Regions from separate parts of the Gasterosteus aculeatus genome. Here region 1 is linked to region 2. The links are chromatin contacts, called in public Hi-C maps. All regions are on one chromosome and are shown on one strand. Each heading gives the region's core, a stretch centred on a gene start, on an enhancer-like site or on the middle of the called end of the contact. The rest is flanking DNA. Distances are from core to core; before and after follow the strand shown.

Region 1 (4,673 bases), core at 22-2,521, 47 kb before region 2:
ACAGACAGACAGACAGACAGACAGGGACGGCCTTCTGTTAACAGACATCACCGCTCCTGGAGCTTTGGCAGCAGGTTAGACGTTTTTAAAAGATGTCCGACAGGTGAAGAGATCATCTTTATGTGCCTATTCCAAAAATGTGTGACACACACACAGAATATGAACCCACCTTTTTTTCGGCCAACTGTGCATTCCCGGTTAAAGAGCAGGATAGTTTCACTGGAGTCCACTTTGATGAGCTTTCCCCACGGACGTCCTCTCTGATAACCGTCCATCCTCCAATGATCCTCTACGAGAAACGATGAGCAAAAACAAGTTACGGGTTCACTTCTATGACACTGTAAAAACAGACTGTGGGACATTTAGTGAAGGCTGTGCTGGTAAAACTAAAGAAATATAAATGTTAAACAAAGTATTTTCTTTCCAGCCAGGTGGAGTTTCTCATTGAAATTATGAATAAAATATGTTTAAAAAAAAAACATAAATGACTTTTAAAGGGGAATCCACCTTTCCCTTCTCCATATCGGCTAATATAATATCTAAAATACACGTTTCCAATTAGACAAAATCATGATAAATGAGCCGTTTAGTCCCAAAGGTTTGAACTTGATTATGAATCCATTGCTGTGGATTTATGATTCTTATTGTATGTTTGCCAAAGTAAAGTAAGTAGTTAGCATAGAAGTGTGTAAGCAACGTTTAAGCAAGTCTGTGACTTGTCAAATAAAACGAGGCTTAACTTAAAACTGAAAGCGTTCTTCAGCACAACCGCTAACGAAGCTAAGCTAACGCTACACGTCCCGCAGCCGGCTCAGTGGTCCACAAAACGTTATTTGCCGTCTTTACCGCCTGACAAGCTGGCTAAACGTCCCATCGCCCACTATCGAGTCGAAGGAATTAAGGATTTCATCACCCGTAAAGTGAACGAACACAACTTCGGTCAACACAACAACACCAAGCTAACGCGCTTGCTAACAAATTAGCAGTCGACCCGCCGTGCGGATGCGACAAGAGGACCACGAGTCGCCCGTCACGTCACGCTGGTCGCGCGTCCACAACGGGTACTTTACCGTCAAACGCTCGGTTTCGCCGTCCCCGGTAGTTCGGTGCGACGCCGTTTCTTCTCCTCGTATTCCGGCTGAACGCAAGAGGCGCTTCCTGCCAGGCTCGGGCGTGACGTCACGGCGTCATCAGCTGATGGAGGAGGGGCCGCTGGGCCCCAAACACGCGCTTTGATAAAAGGTACAAACTCACCTGGGATTTCTTTCCACCTGAAGATGAAGAATGAACGCGTCCATAAGGGCGAATGGTAATCAGTCAAATGCAGAACCATTCAAATGAAAACAGACATCTCTTTATTGCTATGTTAGAACAGTGAGAAAATTAGGCTATTGTCAATTAAGACATAGTATTTGTTCTTCCTCCTACTAAAACATAAAGTTGTTGCCGTTGTTGCATTTTTTATTATGTAACCCAAATTGCAATATCAAGTTGATGTAGTCTTTGATTTATCTATTTTAAGCTACTGTATATTTGTCTTTGGGCATCTTTAGTATTCCTAGTGTCAAACAAAGTTTTGGAAAAGACAAAAAAATAAATCTTTTTTCCAACCCCTTCTTGCAGCCGGTGGCCCCTCAGAAACTACAGAGTCCCTCGGGTCTACACATTGAATAAATTAATAAAGAAACACCATCTTGCGCTTCACCTCACTGCTGGATGAATTAATTAAATGGCCCACCACATTTGCATTAAAATGATCACCACCACAATCTGCCTAATTATGGATTTCAAAGAAAATAATTATGAATACGTTCTTATATTCCTTACATCAGTGTCTGACAAAAGAAACACAATTTACTTTACATAATTACGGAAAACAAAACACTGGCCAAATGTTCTCGGCCATAGACAGCCAGGCAGACTGCAGGCTTTTGTCAATGTGCCTCGAAGTCATTCAAGTCCATTTGTAGCCATTTATTAGGTCATATGCAGAAAATTAATCTGTATTAGATTACTGGTATTCACAATCTATTTAAATCATGTGCGCAATCCGGACGTAACAGCGCAAGTCAATCGTGGGTCAATATCCAAAGCAAGTAGAGTTTTAAAATCCTTCGACATTATTTCACTTTTAGGTTACTTCTACTTAACTAAACGTTTTTGTGCCACTGGATTTATCAAGACATCTGACATCAATGACAGATTTGACAAAATACTGTGAAGTACAATGAATTGTTAAAAATTCCACCTTTTTATGCTTCAAACTATTACAAAAAAAGTATTGTTTGGCTCCCTTGCGGCATTTCAGTTAATTATGAGTTGTAAGCACTTTGGCCAAAGACTTATTTCCATTCTAAACTTCTCAGACAGTTTTATTCAAACAGTTTGAAGCCGGAGAAGCTCAAATTGCAGACAAAAGGGCCAACTCCATTTTACAGTGTTAAAAATAAATAAACTTTGTAAAAGTGTGTATTGTTGTTTTACATTTTTTGTCATTATAAATGCAAATGTGGTTTGTTCAAATATTTCCTTCAGGATTTGGTTAAAATCAAGAACAGAACAAAAGAAAGTGATGATTGGATTCCCCATAACTGGGTGGTGGGTTAAATTGTCATCAATGTGATAAGAGTTGTAGTATTAATACAAAACCTCTTTCTATTTCATGTTGGCTGCTTTCACAATGTTGTGGATCCCACTTGTCGTGTAGAGCTCGCTTAAGAGACGACTGACACTTTTCTTTTCTTTTTTTTTCAGGTTCGAGGATTATGCAATCTGAAACAACAAACACTTTAATTTAATAATAAAAAAATCTTGCTGTATTTTAAAGTCTAGTCGCAAGTGGGCTGATGTTTCTTGATTTGGTCACAGACCAACATCTCTAACAGACATAGCCAGTGAGTTCTTAGTGCAGGACTAATCCCTGCAACCCCCCATCTATTCCCTGGCAGTGCATTATTAATGGGCAGTGTGGTGCCGGGTGAATACAGGGGCCTCTCCACACTAATGCGTTCATTCCTCATTGTTAGATGTCTGGTGAGGAGAACACAAACACATGCTGCCTTCTTAAAGCATCATACCGACAGATGCACATGCAAACACATTTGCCTGCAAAACAAAGGTGTTCCATCCCTGCAGAATATACTCTTGCGGGAAATTAGTATCTGTTTGCTATTCAATGTTGAAGTTAGAATCCTCTGCACATCCTCTGATAAGGTCACAACCGTAAATTGAATGCAGGCTATTGAGTCGCACACCCACGCTGTCAATCAGCCTTTCCTAATTGGATCAAAGATTACTTGTGGCAGCTGTATAAAACATCAAACGAGTAATTAAATGAAATAATGAGAAAATAAACCTTAATGTTGCCAAATGGGAACGCAGGCGAGCTGAGGAATGTGATTTCGCTGTGCTCTCGGAAATTATCTCTCTCCGGCTCGGGCTAATTGCTGGAGGATGTCCTCTTAACTGAGTGTGAAAAGCTGTGTCTAATTACGGCAACATTAATCAGGCATTAGCATGTTATCACAAGGTTAACTTATCAGGAGGGGCCCAGAAGCAGCTGGAGATGCAATTTACCCATGCTGCACTGGGCCAACTGAGCCACAAGGGGTAGTGCTTGTTCTTCCAGTGAATCATCACTCAGCCCCCTGGAAGCCCAGAGCGGAAACCAAAGGCGACCATGTTGGATCGCAATGTGGGGGCGTTGAGGTTTGGAGATTCCTCAGTGCTGATTTGTAATGTCCCCAATCAATATCGGCTATTTCCTGCTAATTGTGGCGCTTGAAAAGAACATTTATCCTCGGGGGATTCAAAATGTTTGCCCATAATTTGTCCACATCTTACTTTGCGCGGACACACCAGATGAGAGATCTTTACTAGGCACTAGGAGGAATTACATGGACTGAATTAATTTGCTAAATCAATGTCAAGCAATTGTGTGCTTGGTGGAGCTGTTAAGTCCAAATCAAATGAAGACTGACTGGATAGCGGTTGCATCCTAATTTAAACCACGGTACAGATAAAACATTAACAATCACTGATTGTCAATAAATGCAACCTATTTGCCACATCCGTCACAAGAAGCACATGTATTCAATTGTGCATTGACCAAATGTACTTTGGTTTCAGCCTGTTTTTGTAACGTATCAACAAAAATAGACTAGATGAAATGAGAAGTGTATGCGCAATCGTGAACCATCGCATGCCAAATGACCTTCATGTGTGTAGATTAAAGGTCATTTTCTGGCAGCAGTTTGGTCCTGTGCACCGACTTCATCACCAGCGGCTCCGGAGCAGTCTCATCAGGATTCCAGCAGGGCAGAGAAACCGTACCTCCAGCAGCTCTGCCAAAGGCGTTCATTTGTCAGAGAGGCATGGAGATCACAGGCCGACAAATCTCCCACGTCTCCCCGACCGTCAGGCTCTTACCCTGCGTATCAAAGACAAAAGAACAGAGCCGGGGAGCAAGAGAGCAGAGCAGCCGTTCTATGTGGAGATGGTCGGCTGTTTAAACCCCCCCCCTCCGAGCGCGTCCTTTGAAAACGCCTGTTAGCCTGGGTGAGAGAGATTACAAGCAAATAAAATTACATTCATTGTGATATTTGATTTCATAATAATAATTACACCACGCTCAGACTTTTCATTTAAAAACTATTCGCCGACAACAAAGAATC
Region 2 (4,661 bases), core at 545-3,044:
ATGCATTGCATTAAAGCCTCCGCCGCCGCAGACAGAGAGGGCCACAAATCAACGCCTCAGCAGGCCCACAGCCAGCACTAACCAGATAAGGAGAAATGAAGGAAAAGGGACAAGGCATATTTCAAACCGAGAGAATCCAGACCTGCTCGAACTCCCGGCAAAGGCCCCGGAATGAAACATTGAGCAGGCGTGGTGAGGGGGGATAAAAAGACGGTTTAGGTCACAAATCACGATTCCAAACCCACAGATTACAGTGTGACCACCCTCCCACTCAGCTGGCTGTGCTGCTGCCATGGTTTCCCGGTGGGAGGAGCTGGGACAGCAGCTCGCCTCCCTTGCCAGCCTGTTTGATAGAAGACAATAAAAGACAGCACTCCTGGGAGTGTCGGTCTCTCTCTCTCGGCAGACCAGCCTCGCCCCAACATAAACTGGGCTGAACCTGTGTAGCTGAATTAAACAGTTTTTTTGAGAAATGTGTGCGTGTGGCCTATGCTTTTTGTTGCCAACCTTGAGCCAGGGGGGAACACAGAGTAAGAAAAGAAGGACATGAGGAAGGTATGGAATTATAACAGAGTCTGGGGAACTGCTTTCAGCTTATTATCGACTAAAATTTGCAGAAAATTAGGGGTAGCCCACTTTCTCCTGTGACGTGAACCTGGCATGTTGGAAACAGCAGAGACAAAATGCCTGCAAAGAGCTCTCATTAAGTGGCATAATGCAATGAGGCACAGTCTAAATTGCGGCAATAAAAAGCCGACAGACAAATCATCTCAACCATCGCAATCCATTTGACTCAATTAATGTAACACCAGATCCAAACTCTGTGGTTAATAGCATGCGCAGCTGCCCTCCCTTGACAGGCTTTGGGTGAATAAGGGGGGCACCGGGAGAGGGAGTATATATACATTTTAGGGGGAGATAAGGGCTGATGTGGCACAGCCATTGTACTCCGATTAAGTCCCGTTCGAGGGCATGGAAATGGGAAAGGAGCGAGAAAGACAGCAAGATAAAGGCAATGGCAGATGGGAAAACAAAAGCAGGAGATAGCAGTAGCTCTGGCACAGCGAAGCCGACCAGGGAAGGGGCGTGGCCCCCTTTCCTCTTTAATGTCGGAGTACGTGCCGGCAGTGATAAGAACGACATTTAATCTCCCGGTGGAATCAGGGGGCTGCTTGTCATTACTCTCTGGCCCTGATATGGATCAGGGCCCCCGGTGGCTTCTCCGGGCTCTCCAGGCTTCTTCGCAGCCGAGATGGCAGATAGCCCCTTAAGACACGGCTCGCTGCTCCCCGATTGGCTGGTCAACAGCCACATCCAAACCCCAGCTCCCCCCGGGCCGCTGTGAAGAGGTGTGATAGGACGGGTCACGGAAGCTCAACCGTCCTCGTGTCCACGACGGCCTTTTGTTGTAAAGCCTTTTCACCCCCGTCGTCAGCGTGTGTGGTGGAGAGTAAGAAAGCCTTTCTGGATGTTATTGTCTGGGAGGCAGGATAACAGGCAGGCAGATTATTTCAAAAAACAGCTTTCTCCAGAGCCCTCACAATGCGGCACCGTTGTTGCTGTGGAGAGGATCCTGGAGATAATAATAATATTCCTAGTCGGAGCCGTTGCTGCAGCAGGGCTGCCTTCTAACAGAGAGATACACATCATTCTGACTGGCTCGTTGTGACATAATCGCCCTGCGGAGAGCTGCAGGCAAGCTTGGTAGGCAAACCACCTCTCACTGCAGCTTGTTAAGCGAAAGGTGGATTTAAGCACAGCTCAATAGAAACTCCTATTGAACTTGTTGTTCCTTTTCACTGCATCTGAACAATGCCTAGGTGAGTCATACCCCACCTCAGGCTACACAAGTTACATTCCTGCTTTCTTCCTCTCTCTAAAGATCGCACTGCGCTTTTGAGCTGGATGAATTTGCTAAGGGGGGAGAATGGTGAAAATACGGTGATAAAAAAGCTGCGACCCTTTCCCTTGCCTCAACCCACATGCAGTGAATGTCTTTTGCAGTGGGAAAAGACAGCACACAAAGAGAAGAGAAGGCAGAGCTGGCAATGTGTGGTGGAAATGTGTGGTTGGCATTGGTTTGGTCCTCGGGGCACGGACACCTTTAATGAGAGGAAGAAATGCGCAGCAAGGCGCAGATCTCACCCGTACTGTGCCAGTGATTTGGAGAAATATGAATCACCTTCCCTCTAACACAGATAAATATTGTTCTAATCCCAGTGGGCGAACAAAACTATTGGGCATCCTCACACCAGCCTCCACACGGTGATTCTGCATCCTAAACGCCTCCCCGTGCACACACTTGAAGCATCTGACCCCCGACCTTCCAGCCTCGCTCTCTGCTGAGCTCAGTTTAACTGTGCGATGTGAAGTGTGAAGCTGTCGATGCTGGTTTTGTAACAGTACCTCTCCTCTGCTGAAACCGCAGCTGAAATGAGTTGATTGGAATTTAGGAATTCGTCTTGGCAAGTGGGGGAGTTGAAAACTGGAAATGGGGCAGGGAAACGTCCCATCGGTCTTACATTACCGTTCCTCTGCCACTTTAGGCCACACTATCCACCCGGCTAGCACAAACAAACACGGTATGCACTATATAAAGGAGTCTCAGACCTCCAAAGGCCTCAGGCCACATTAGAAGGGGATGTGGCACGTTAAGTGGAATTTACTTTTGATGCAGACCATGATCAGGACTCGGGTTTCTGGATGCTTTAACACAAGCTACCCCCCCCGAAGCCTCCCTGCAGGGTTGGATGGGACACCTTACACCCAGGCAGCCACCATAAGAAATACGAGGAAGGGGGGGGGGGGGGGGGGGGGGTGACAGTGGTGGTTGTTGGGTCGGGGGGCTGGCACAATGTACCAGCTTTCATTTTTATACCAAACACAGAGGTGAAATTGCTACTGGAAGAAAAGTAAAGAAAAAGTTTAGTATTTGCTTTTCACTATTTAAGAGCTGCTGCTGAAGTCTGTTCTGGTAACAAAGGTCCCCGGCGCCCCACAGTGTCTTTTCATCCACAGCTTTATTTCCCTTAGCGACAAGGTTTCCACCCTAATCGGATCTATAACCCCACACGCAACAGACACACACCTTCCTTTTCATGACGTAGCGCTTCAGCCCTTCTGTCATCTGTCACTGTGTGACGCTTCAGATCTGTGACTTAATGTTGGGTGGGAGTGTATAAATAACCATGATGACATATCAGGGGGACATGCCGGGAGCTTTGCTCTGTAAAGGGAGAGGGTGATGCAGGGGGGGGGGTTGCGGAGTTAACCGCGTACCTCCAGGGAGTCCAGCCCAAGCCAGTTTAACGCCAACGCGACAACTGCAGAGACCTTGGGAGGGAGCTTACGGCTTTAGACTTCACACTTACTGTGTAACATCATTCTCACACACCGCACTGTGACCTGACCTTGACAACGGCCATGTTAGCGGTGGTTTCCAATTACAATGGTCAGTCACGACTGCAACCGTGCGGGAAGTAGTTTTCTGTGATCATGGTCTTACGATAGCCGTATAGAGGGATGACGGGAAGTCAATTGTTTAATGGGGGTCAGTTGTATTAGAATTCAGCTCATTATTGAGCACTCAGCAAACAACACTTTTACTAATTACAGAATAATACCAGACTAATCTGTAGTTGACAATTGTGGGATCTTTTTGCTCGTTTCGTGAGCTCTAGTGAACTTTGTATAAACCCGCCGTCTGTTATCCGTGATACCTTAACACCTTTGGAGGAATTTAATCTGGCAGCTATCCAAACACAAATCCCTGGACAGAAGAGGGCAAGGCGAGGAGGATCTATTTGGTGTGTTTTTATTGCTAGAGCATATTTAGAAGCAATCACTGCAGAAAGGACTATTAAATGATGCTGGTCATGTGTAGTGTACGCAGAGCATCATTTGCCCCGGATTAAAATATAATGAAGCAAGTGAGTGCAACTTTGTCTTACATGCAACTCTTTAAATTATGTAAGCGATAAGAAAAAACAACAGGGAAAGAATATTCCCTGGAGCACTAAAACCCTTTTCTGGGCTTGTTCATGATGGCAGCAATGAATATCTTAGAGCTTGTTAAAAGCTTTGTTTTCTTTGGGAGTCTCTGCCTATGAATGGACTAAATGAGCGGAAAAAAAGCACGCCAAGTCACATACAGGGGCCATTCTTTTCACCTCCAGTATGGTGGCTCCTGGGATGCTTTTGGAGTGGGAGTACATAATTCAAGATGGACTTTTTTTCAGTGTGGCAAGGTTAAACAACTCATTAACACAGCATCACCATAACGCATAATTTGCCTGTCAATAAAACAGACCCGTCAATTTCACTCTTAAATAGCATCTTAGTTCTGAATTCTTTGCATTTTAAAAGGACGCTTGCTCTATTGATTTTTGATAAGTGGTCACATTAGCTGTCCGATATAATAATAATAATAATAATAATAATAATAATAATAAAAAAAGGATTACATTGATTATACGCCAAATCCATGACATTCTTTCATAACAACTTGAAACTTGTTTTTTTATTCTGAATCCTTCTTTCCTTTTAAGTCATTTCAACATCTGCACGTTCCAGAAACACTTGGCCTGGCTCAGGTGGCTCCTGTCTGTATTTGAATAAGAGATATGCAAACAGATGAAGTCGAGGCAGCAGCTTGTGTGCTC

The links. Hi-C and Micro-C count contacts between places; a contact is called where the count stands out from the background.
Region 1: a contact with region 2 is called in a Hi-C map of skeletal muscle, with 2.9 times the contacts expected there. The contact joins the promoter of chfr here to the enhancer-like site in region 2. A contact is called at or near these places in 2 of 6 Hi-C or Micro-C datasets (skeletal muscle and whole body).

The regions. Positions count from the first base shown.
Region 1 is chr13:17,203,035-17,207,707 of fGasAcu3.hap1.1, reverse strand. chfr (checkpoint with forkhead and ring finger domains, E3 ubiquitin protein ligase) reads right to left here and starts at 1,271. Exons shown (of 18, transcript XM_040196593.2): 1 at 1,071-1,271; 2 at 170-289. The coding sequence starts at 275.
Region 2 is chr13:17,156,819-17,161,479 of fGasAcu3.hap1.1, reverse strand. The region is part of intron 5 of fbrsl1 (fibrosin-like 1); the gene reads right to left. Among protein-coding and RNA genes, the nearest start is that of chfr, 47 kb to the left of the region's middle. Within about 2 kb of position 1,794, at least 3 of the 9 cell types and tissues checked have open chromatin away from gene starts, as enhancers often do.